3 separate regions of the Zea mays genome follow, and all the other regions are linked to region 1. The links are chromatin contacts, called in public Hi-C maps. All regions are on one chromosome and are shown on one strand. Each heading gives the region's core, a stretch centred on a gene start, on an enhancer-like site or on the middle of the called end of the contact. The rest is flanking DNA. Distances are from core to core; before and after follow the strand shown.

Region 1 (3,466 bases), core at 534-3,033:
AGTGTAGTTAGATCCACGTGCAGGTCCCACCTTAGAAGTCGTGCCCTAAAATTTAAAGATCGCGTTCACACTTTAAAATTTTCACAAAAATAACTATTTTTTTGGAAACGAGTAAGAACGATAATCTGCTAATTTGTGTGTAACAATGTAGCTAGATCCATGTTTGAGTCCCACCTTAGAAGTTGAACCCTAAAATTAAAACCTAACGTTCACACCTTAAAATGTTCACAAAATTAATTGAACTTTGTTGGAAATAGTAAAGAGCCAAAGAATGATAATCGACTAATTTGTGTGAAACGGTGTAGCTAGATCTACGACCCACTTTAAAAAGCACGACCTTAAAATTAAAACATCGCATTCACATCTAAAATTTTCACAAAATTAACAAAATTTGTTGGAAATGTCTTAGTTTGACAATCGATTAAACTGTATGGAATATTTTAAGAAGATCCACATGTGGACCATAGCTTAAAAGCGGGACCCACTTACATGTCTAGCGTGGGGTAAGGGGCGTTCCTGAGAACCCGTTCCAACCCACTTCTAAGCAAATCCGCATCAACCCGCCCATTTAGCTTTAAAACCTATTTTCACCCATCCGAACAACACCCATATCAATACTCACACATAAAACCCATTACAACTGTACCCATTAGCAGGCCTGTCCTCAAGGATGACCATAATATAAGACAATGTACTGTTTCAGCCTAGCTTTTCACACCATAGGTGTCTAGGAAATTGGCCATAGAATCAAGCTACACCAAAATTCTTTCCCAGCTAAATTGGTTATGATAATTGCTGACCATATTTAGTTTTTCTCGCCAAAGGTGATTTGGCGTTATACAAAATTCTTTCCCTCCTAGCCTGGTTATGATAATTGCTGACCATATTGTCAGTCCCTGGATGCCAGGAGAAACAAATTTATCTTGAACCTAATGGAGAAGGAACTCATTCACGTGCTCATCTCACGTAAGCTATTCACTATTCAGTCTACTACTAGTTCTAAATGTTATAAGCAAACCATTTACCCTCTTCCTGTTTCACAACAGCTTGACACAGGAATGCTCGATAAGCATGCATGGATTGTGACATCATCGGCAGACGGTTCGATTCGATCGCAATCGCAGAGGATTTGCAGAAAAGTTGGGATCAACCAATGTGAAAAGGAAGGCGTCATCGTCCTAACTGACTAAAGCAAGACTCTTTAAGCCGTCCCAATCACTCTCATCGCCCACTGCACAGTTCAGGAAATCTCACTTCACACAAAAGGGAAAATTGCAAAGCGCGATCTTGAGAGAGAGAAATCAGGAAACCTCTACCATCCTACGACGAGCCAGCCACACGAGCCTCGTCGCACGGATCAGGCGGCCAGAGAAGAGCGATAAGGAAGGGATGAATGGGAAGTACCTATATTTCTGCGCGCCCTGGTGCGTCTGAAGCTCGGCCTGGAACTTGGTCTTGCAGATGTCGAGCGGGTAGAGCACGGTGGTGCTGACGAGCGAGCCGATTGCCCCGGAGGTGGCCTCCGCCAGGCTCTCCCAGTCCACCCCGCTGCCGGCGTCCCCCGCCATCGCCTGTCCCCCGTCCCTTCCTCTAGCGTCCGACGAGATCCTTGGGAATCTCCTCGCTCAGTTCTTTCCCTGCTGTCTATTGCCCCCCTTCGAGTCCAAAAGGTTGCGATTGAGGTGCGTCTGCGACTCGGGTACCCGCGAACCGAGGCGAGGAAGGGAACCGATGGAGAATGGGGTGACGTCACGGAAGATGGGCGACGAGTGGGGACGGGTACGCCAGCCGCCACGCCGGGTGGGACCGTGGGAGTGTGGGGCATTTTTTTGCTGATACACCGCGCGGCGTGACGGGTTCGAGATGCGGTGTTTGGTGCCCTGTATCTACGTGTGCCGCGCCCGCGCGCTGAGCTGTTTGGTTGGTGTGGTGTGTGGATTGACTGGATTCAGTGGCGAATGCCCGCCTACTACAGCGCTGTCGCCGGCTCCACGTCCATGCACGATGGGGTGCAGGTGGAGCCTGCAGGTGCTGGATCAGTACCAACAACAGGCTGGGCTGCGGGAGCGGCGTTTGATGAAATGATGGGTGCGTGCCTGCGTGGAGTGGAGACGGCGACGGACTGGAAATAGAGATGAAAATCAGTCGGATACAAGGTTATTCTGTATCCTATCTTAATATATTTCTCTCGAATACGGTACCGAATACGGGTATTTAAGATTCGGAACAGATATATGATGGGACCGGGTAATAATTCGGTCGATATGTACCGGATAGTTGTCGGGTAGTTCGTCTCTATGATATTAATTATCGAACCATCCAACAAATACATAAATTAAGCAATACATAATCATGTATATGATAAATCAAATGTAGGAAAGTAAAACGATAAAATTGACATCATACAATTCAAATTTACTAATCACAAGGACATTGTAGAACTAACACCACAGTATTAAAAATTCATAAAATATTGTAGATTCACTCAAAAAATACAGATAGTTTACAAAACTAATAAACATTTTACACGAAGATAACTCAATTCCTCATATGAAAATGATAAAGTAAAGTACTGATTATGTTGAAACTTGGATACTTACAGTGATTTCACATATAACTAATACAAATAAGTGAAAGTGAAATAGAATAAACGCGGGTATCTTATAGATCTTATGATCCAAACATTTTTTACGTTTATATATGGATAAATGTTGTGCCTCCGTAAAATTTCACGATTTTTCGAGGCTATTTATGTATTATTAATTTCTTGTCGTAGAAAATCATCAAAATACAATTAAATCCATAAAATATTGTAGCGTCGACCAAAAGTCGCATATAAGTTACCAATACTAATAAATAGTATATAAAAAGAAAATCTTAAATTCCCACATGGAGATAACCTTAAGCTCACACATAAAATGATAAAGTCTATTAATATGATATAATTTTGGACATTATTTCAATGATTTTGATCTAAAGATGTGTTTAAACAAAAAATTGATGTACTACAAAGTTATAGATCTCTTCGAGCTCTACAATTTTCATACAAACTTTATCTTCATCCGATTTCATATGTAAAAGTTATGATTTTATAACTATATTATGCACAAAAAGAAAAAACGGGTACCTGAATTCCGGGTATCCGAGCCGAATATCCGAGTATTTACCAGGTAGTCCTCGCTCCATATCCAAACCGAATCCGATGCTGCAGTATCCGGGTATTACCTGTATCCGTCCCGAATATAAAAATACTCAAATCCGTATCCGAAAAAAACGATATTTGCATTATCCATATCCGGTACCCGATGGGTATACCCGACCCGTTTTCACCCCTAACTGGAAGGAGGGCCCCCGCGCGTGACAGGTCCGGGTCCGTCTTGTCCGACGCCGGTGGCCTTCGTGGTCAGTCGTCTGTAGGTTTTTCACGTGGGGATGTTTGGTTTCTATGACTAGTTTGGCAACTTTA
Region 2 (3,466 bases), core at 430-2,929, 230 kb before region 1:
TATCACTTGGATCGCTTTTCTTCTTCCCCATTTCTTGTTCTCAACATCCTTGTAATCAAAGCAAGAGACACCAATAGTGTGGTGGTCCTTGTGGGGACTAAGTGTCCCAATTGATTGAGGAGAAAAGCTCACTCGGTCTAGGTGACCGTTTGAGAGAGGGAAAGTGTTGAAATTGACCCGGTCTTTGTGACCACCTCAACGGGAAGTAGGTTTACAAGAACCGAACATCGGTAAAACAAATCACCGTGTCACACTCTTCATTTGCTTGTGATTTGTTTTCGCCCTCTCTTTCGGACTTGCTTTTATTTCTAACGCTAACCCGACTTGTAGATTGTGCTTAAAGTTTATAAATTTCAGATTTGCCTATTCACCCCCTCTAGGTGACTTTCACCCGGGCGGGATACGCAGTCATGACTCGCTCGACGAGAGATACAATCATGACTCGCCTGAGGCCAACCTCGGATGGGAAACACAGTCACGAGTCACGATTCGCCCGAGGCCAACCCTGGACGCAAGAAAGTAGTTCCGACTCGCCCGAGGCCAATCCCGGGCGGGAGACGTAGTCACGACTCGCCCAAGGCCAACCCAGGCGGGAGACACAATTCCGACTCGCCCGAGGCCAACTTCAGACGGGAGACGCAGTCACGACTCGCCCGAGGCCAACCTCGAATGGGAGACGCAGTCACGGCTCGTCCGGGACCAACTTCGGGCGGGAGACGATCACGGCTCGTCCGAGACCTCCCGCAACCATGAATTCTCTGAGGCCAACCTTGGGCGGAAGATGCAGTCACAGCTCGCCCGAGACCTCCCTTAGTCACGACTCACCTGAGGGCGTGTCGGGTGACATTCCTGTGAGACCCAGACTGGCAGCGCATTTCCGACTCGCCCGAGGGCGCCTCAAGTGACTGCTTCGGAAGCTGACCAACTTCGCCGACCAACTCTGTGAGGTGGATCAGCTGACCAACTCTCCGATGACCACGACTCGCCCGAGGTCGTCTCGGGAGACTGTCCGGTGAGGCCGACAACGGCCCGAACTTGCTTTTTTCCTCCTTTTCTTCTCCACTTGACTTCAACTCTTGGAAGGACCTTCATGTGACTAAGTCCTAGAGATTATCTCTTCTCAGTCATGAGGGACCTAAGTCACGACTCGCCCGAGACCAACCTCGTGAATAGAGCAAGTTCTACAATCAGATCCCTTGGAGGATGCATATACAATAGTTCACAATCCTAAGAACCTGATTGATTATGACATGTTTAGATCATGTTTATGCTGATATATAGGAACCGTAGCAAAGTACGAGCACCTAACTATTAACTTATGATGAATGAAATTCGTGTCGATTTCTCATGCCTAAGAATGTTCGGAGATATCTTAACCTCATCGAAGAAAAATAGATAATTATACATTCGACAGGATTTTTATTCATACTTAGAATATTTAGATTTCTAAACTACAATGGTATACAGATAATGTTCTTGGAATATGTCTCCATTTCTTATTGTTTACTTATATGTTAACGTTACGTTTATTCTGGGTTAACATCATTCAATCATTTGTCTATTACTTATCATCGTTCACTTTTATTTTTGCATCATTATTTTGAACCAATTTTTAATCTATCGTAGGCACGGACACGCATCTAGTTTTTATTTTTAAAAAATGCCAAGTGCCCGTGGTAAACCTTATTCGAGGTTTCTTTTGTTCCGTGTCGTGTCGGACCCCACCACAACCCTCTTCTCCGTTTCGTTTCCCGACCAGGCCTCGCCGGCTCACCGCCCCCGCCGCGCCCGCCATGGACTTCTCGGAACAGGACGTCGACGTCTTCGGCGAGGACTACGACGTCCACGACGGCGGCGCCGAGGCCGAGGCCGAGGCCGACGGCGGCGGGGACTCGTCGGGCTCCTCCTCCCCATCATCGTCCTCGTCGTCCTCTGCCGCCGCGTCCTCCTCATCCTCAAGTGGCGGCTCAAGCCTCAGCAGCAGCGGCGGCGCTGCCGGTGAGGGCGAGGATGGCGCCGATGCGGGGGACGGGGAGGAATACGATTCGTCCAACCTCATAGCCACAAGGAGCGCCGGCGCCGCCGGCTATCTGGACGATGAGAGGAGGGAATATGAGAACCAGGAGGTAGAGGAGGAGAGAGATTTGTTCGGCTCAGATAACGAAGAGTACGTCAGAACTCCGGCGCGCAGCCACTACCTAGTCCCAGGTCCGCTTCTCGTCAATCCTAAAGTTGGTACCAATGCCCTAAAATATGTTTCTAGATTGAATAGTAGTAGCTTCTGTGTTGCCATTGAATTATCTAGGAGGCCGATACTGAATCCTGCCAAGTTTATCCAATGGTTTTATTGTGAGTAGGTTGTTCGTATTGTTTTGTGAGATGAGGTGCACTTTGACACTGTACAATTTCCACTTTAAGATGTGTAAATGGTGAATCTTTCACTGTTCCTTTGCTTGTTTCTTTCTCATCAACTTTCCTCAGCCGTAATGCGGGAGGTGTACTGTAGGTTATGGACCATTGCCTTCTGGCTTTTTTTGTTATTGTTAGTTTTTTTGGTGCAACATAGTATTTTAATATATCAGTACGCATAGGTTGGATATAAGTTTGTTAGGAAGTATACGTCTAGCCATTTTCATTTCCATCTTTCACACAACTGTAATTTATGACTCTGAAGAATACTGCCTTTCTCTAATGAATTCTCAAAGCCTTTTTCTGGGTGAATAATGCCAGCAGCCAGCTCACAGAAGACATGAAAGTTTTTATTCAAGGATCATAACTGGAGCGAAATCACAACTACAATAGAGCAAATAGTTACAGCTTTGAGCATCTGCTGTACATGTTCTCATTGAGAACCTCCCTGAAAGTTACTATACATTTCTTTTGTGGGGTTATGCTGACACCAAGCACAGGCTTTTGTATGTGACAACTCAAATTCTGCCGTTTAAATGTCCATTCAATCTATCAATACTCTGTTATAGAAGGACCCTTGCTATATGCTAAAGGATGTGACAAATGAACTGATTTTTTTTCATGGGCAAGATACTTCATATTTTGGGGGCTTAGTGCAACTAATGATTTTAAAAGCTTGACTGGATTTGAATTGAAAGGTGGAAGTATTAATACTTCAGTCCGTCATGGGTAATTTCTTGCAGTGCTTCCTCCAATTCGGAACACTAATAATCATTCTCGAGGAGGCTTTGGAGGACGAGGTGGTAGAGGCCCACCACTTCTTCCAAGGCCAGGAGGCCATCCAGGGCGACATAACTTTGGTTACGGGAGATTCGGGAATGGGCGTCATGTTGAAGGTTTAGTTTCAGATATGAAGCTTAATAAGAGCGAAGAAACATTGTCTAGAAAAGCTGTTACTTTTCAGGAGGTGTGTAGTGTTATCATGTTTATTTCATCTTCTGATTGTTACTCTTCTATGTGGAGTCATGTTCGTTGTCTCATATGCAGCCTTGTGAGA
Region 3 (3,466 bases), core at 420-2,919, 190 kb before region 1:
CTAGAGGTAGAAAGGTTCATGTGGAGCTAGACAAGAATGGCGTGCACCATAGCAGGGATGCACCAAACGCAATACGGATGAAACATTTCTACCCGGAGCGTTATCAGTGAGCGATAGGGGCTGTCTTGAGAGATCCCTCGGGGACTTTTGTCCGAGGGCAGGCGCAGAGACTCCATCTTGATACGGGCGACCAAGAGCTGGTGAAGCTGTGGAAGGCAGGGAACAATCAAAGATCGAATATTGTGCTAATCATATGTTTAGAAAGTTGAGGGAAATTAAAAAATTCGAGGATTAAATAGGGATATTTAGAAAGTTAGTGTGTTTGGGTTTATTGGAACATGGTTTTTTTGTTATTCACAACCTAAGCTTAGGGAACTAGGGGAGATGCTTTAACCGAGCTGCTCATACATTAGCTAAGGGCGCGTTTGGTTGAGGACCGTTGGAGAATGGAGCGGCTCCATTTCTATTTTCTGGATATTTGGTTTACGATAAAAGAGGAATGAAGTGGGTCTAAAGTTTCCATATGAAATTTTTTTATAAATAGTTGGAATGTTCCCGCTCCACGAAAATAACCGGATGTGAGCGCTCTTCTGGACGCGAGCTCTCTCCTCTCTTCTCACCCCTCTACACTCATATGACTCTCTAACCAAACATAGAATAGAGTGACTCCTGCTCTATTCTACTCTTCAACCAAATAAAAATAGAGCGACTCTGTTCTGATTGCCAAATGCAAAATAGAACGGCTCCATTCTAAAAAATTAGAATAAAGCCGCTTCATTCTAGTTGACTCTCCAACCAAATACACCCTAAATAGGTCTCATGTCACACACTGAGAGCAGAGGGAATCTACATTAAGCCTAGTGGGGGTACATATTTTTTTGTTTTAGTGGACCTTTTATATCATGTAATGTAGTTACAATGTTTCATTAGTTAGTAGATCTTTATTTAGACCCCCACTTAGGTATTGGGTCTCCAGTTAGATAATCTCTTCGTCTCAAAATATAATTTGCTTTAGACTAATCATATATTCATTAAGCATCATATCATTAAGCAACATATGAATATAGTTTCCATATATGTCTATATTCATTATCATTTCAATGAATATGGTCGAAAAAAGTGGGTTACAAATAACTATATTTTAGGATGGAGTGAGTATTAGGTTGAGTCTGTCTTTGGTAGTAGCGAAGCTAGCAAATATTTTATTGGGATCATCAATATTATCTATTATATCTTCGCTATTGAACTATTGTAACACCGTTTTTCATTAGATATTCAGAAAATTACTGGGACTTAAAAAAAAAGGCCTGCCTCCGCCCCTGCCCTGGGAGTGTGGCGGAATGTCTCAGCTACACTTGTTGATCGGTGATTGTAGTCATGATGTTTCACGATGAATCAGAGTCCTGAGTCGCGGTTGCACGAAGAAACGGTGCCAACGAGCAACGAAACGCAGCCAACGAGCAACGAAACGCAGCCAACTCCGCCACTGCCCAGACGTCCGTCAACGGTCGAAACTTCTCGTAAACCAAAATCAGACAGAGAGAGCCGGAACCAATAAAGTGAACGTAAACCAAAATCAATCCATCCCCGGTGCAGAACGCCCAACGGGCAACGGCTGTGCTGCCAAAAGTCCGGACCACAGCTCGCGCTGCCCGCCGCGCCTTGCCCAGACGTGCGCTCCCTTCTCCCGCGCCGTCGCCTCTGCCCTGGCCGACCCGCTGGGCCCAGTGTGCGCAGCCCTCCCGGGTTAAGGCGGAGGTGCTTGGGGACCCGCTCCCATGGCGAGCGCCGGCATCAGCGGCAGCGGGGACGACGATGCAGGAGGGAAGCTCTTGGCGGATCGCTACCAGAAGGGCGAGGTCCTCGGCGAGGGCACGTACGGAGTCGTCTTCAAGGCCATCGACACCAAGGTCGCCTTGCCACACCAATCTCCTAAACCCTCTCTTTCTGATCTGTGGCCTGTGGGCGGCCACCACTCGAGAGTTGGAGCTTGGCTAGTCCGATCCATCCAGCTTCGAACGTGTGGTCGCGGGATTTAGCTTTAGGGGTTGGAGGGTTTTGCGCGTCGTAGCTCGTGAACTGGCGTCATTGAGTGGTTGGGGCTTCGCTCTGGATTTTGTCTCGGACTCGGGTAGTTCTACCGCGATTCGCTCTGATGAGAATGAAGTTGGTGGTTTTGTGTTGCTTTGTTTAGCTGTCCGTTGATTGAACTGTCAGTGTAGACTGTAGACACTACGATGCGAAAGGTTCAGCTGGTAGTTCTCGTGTTCTGTTGGATACCGGGATTGATTTTTTTTGGTGGACTTATGTATTCCACGCGTGTAAGAGTGACAACAGATGTGGGATGTGTTCTCACTGGTCTTAAGTGGTGTCATCACCGTTTTTACTTTTCTCAGTCAAGTATACGTGGCTGTGATAGAATCACCACGGTTCAGCCTTCCGACTGTTCTTAATGTTCTCTCATATTTTGTACTCTGTACATTCCAAATTATAAGATTTTGTCTTTTCTAGATACATAATTTTTTAGATACATATCTTTTGCTATGCACTCAGACGTAGGGTCTTTGGTTTAAAAAAATAACTGGATATGTAATTAAAACAATGTATCTAGAAAAACCAAAACAACTTATAATTTGGAACGGAGGGAGTAGTAGTTTTTCATTCTGATTGACCTGTTTTGTTCATGAGTTGCTGGATGCTGTTCATTTTCAGACTGGAAATACAGTCGCGGTAAAGAGAATCTGGGTAGGGAAGGACAAGAAGGAAGGTGTTAACTTCACCGCATTGAGGGAAATTAAACTACTTAAGGAGCTGAAAGGTCCTAATATTATAGAGCTGATTGATTGTTTCCCTTACAAGGAAAATTTGCACCTTGTATTTGAGTTTATGGAAACTGATCTGGAAGCTCTCATAAAAGATAAGAACATAATACTGTCTCCAGCTGACACAAAATCATATCTCCAGATGCTGTTAAAAGGTCTATCGTTCTGTCATAAGAAATGGGTGATACACAGGTACCTACTACCTTGCTAATCCCCTTCTAATGAAAACATCATTTGATAAGCTGTGTTGCAGGGATATGAAGCCAAATAATTTACTCATTGGTGCCGATGGGCAGCTCAAGCTTGCTGACTTTGGTCTGGCCCGGATGTTTGGGAGTCCAAGAAGGAACTTCACTCACCAGGTATTTTTATAGCTTATGTGTATGTGCGTCTAGTTAATTGTTCCCTGAACTTAGAAGCTGGTTGCAGAAGCAAGGTTCACTTAGAGCACCTTCCTTTAACATTATATTTCTGATGCAGTGTATTCTAGTCACTGGATATTTAGATAAATGGATTTAATTTTCCCTTTACCAAGGAAAACCGTGACACATGCATGCCCAAATTTGTCGTCTCTATGCAGTTTCCTTGCAAGAGCAGTGATAATTGGAACTGTGTCAGTTAGTAAATTTGTTTAGTTATTTTTG

The links. Hi-C and Micro-C count contacts between places; a contact is called where the count stands out from the background.
Region 2: a Hi-C map of leaf shows a contact between it and region 1, with 4 times the contacts expected there. The contact joins the promoter of LOC103630321 here to the promoter of LOC100191356 in region 1. A contact is called at or near these places in 2 of 25 Hi-C or Micro-C datasets (ear and leaf).
Region 3: a contact with region 1 is called in a Hi-C map of ear, with 1.5 times the contacts expected there. The contact joins the promoter of LOC100273893 here to the promoter of LOC100191356 in region 1. A contact is called at or near these places in 2 of 25 Hi-C or Micro-C datasets (ear and tassel).

What each region holds. Positions count from the first base shown.
Region 1 is chr6:155,496,847-155,500,312 of Zm-B73-REFERENCE-NAM-5.0, forward strand. LOC100191356 (peroxisomal carrier protein) reads right to left here and starts at 1,784. Exons shown (of 5, transcript NM_001136790.1): 1 at 1,405-1,784. The coding sequence starts at 1,568.
Region 2 is chr6:155,263,593-155,267,058 of Zm-B73-REFERENCE-NAM-5.0, forward strand. LOC103630321 (decapping nuclease DXO homolog, chloroplastic) reads left to right here and starts at 1,680. Exons shown (of 13, transcript XM_008651386.3): 1 at 1,680-2,208; 2 at 3,153-3,376; 3 at 3,457-3,466. The coding sequence starts at 1,794.
Region 3 is chr6:155,304,210-155,307,675 of Zm-B73-REFERENCE-NAM-5.0, forward strand. It overlaps LOC100273893 (Putative cyclin-dependent kinase family protein), which reads left to right and starts at 1,670. Exons shown (of 6, transcript NM_001148285.2): 1 at 1,670-1,910; 2 at 2,713-3,014; 3 at 3,076-3,184. The coding sequence starts at 1,779.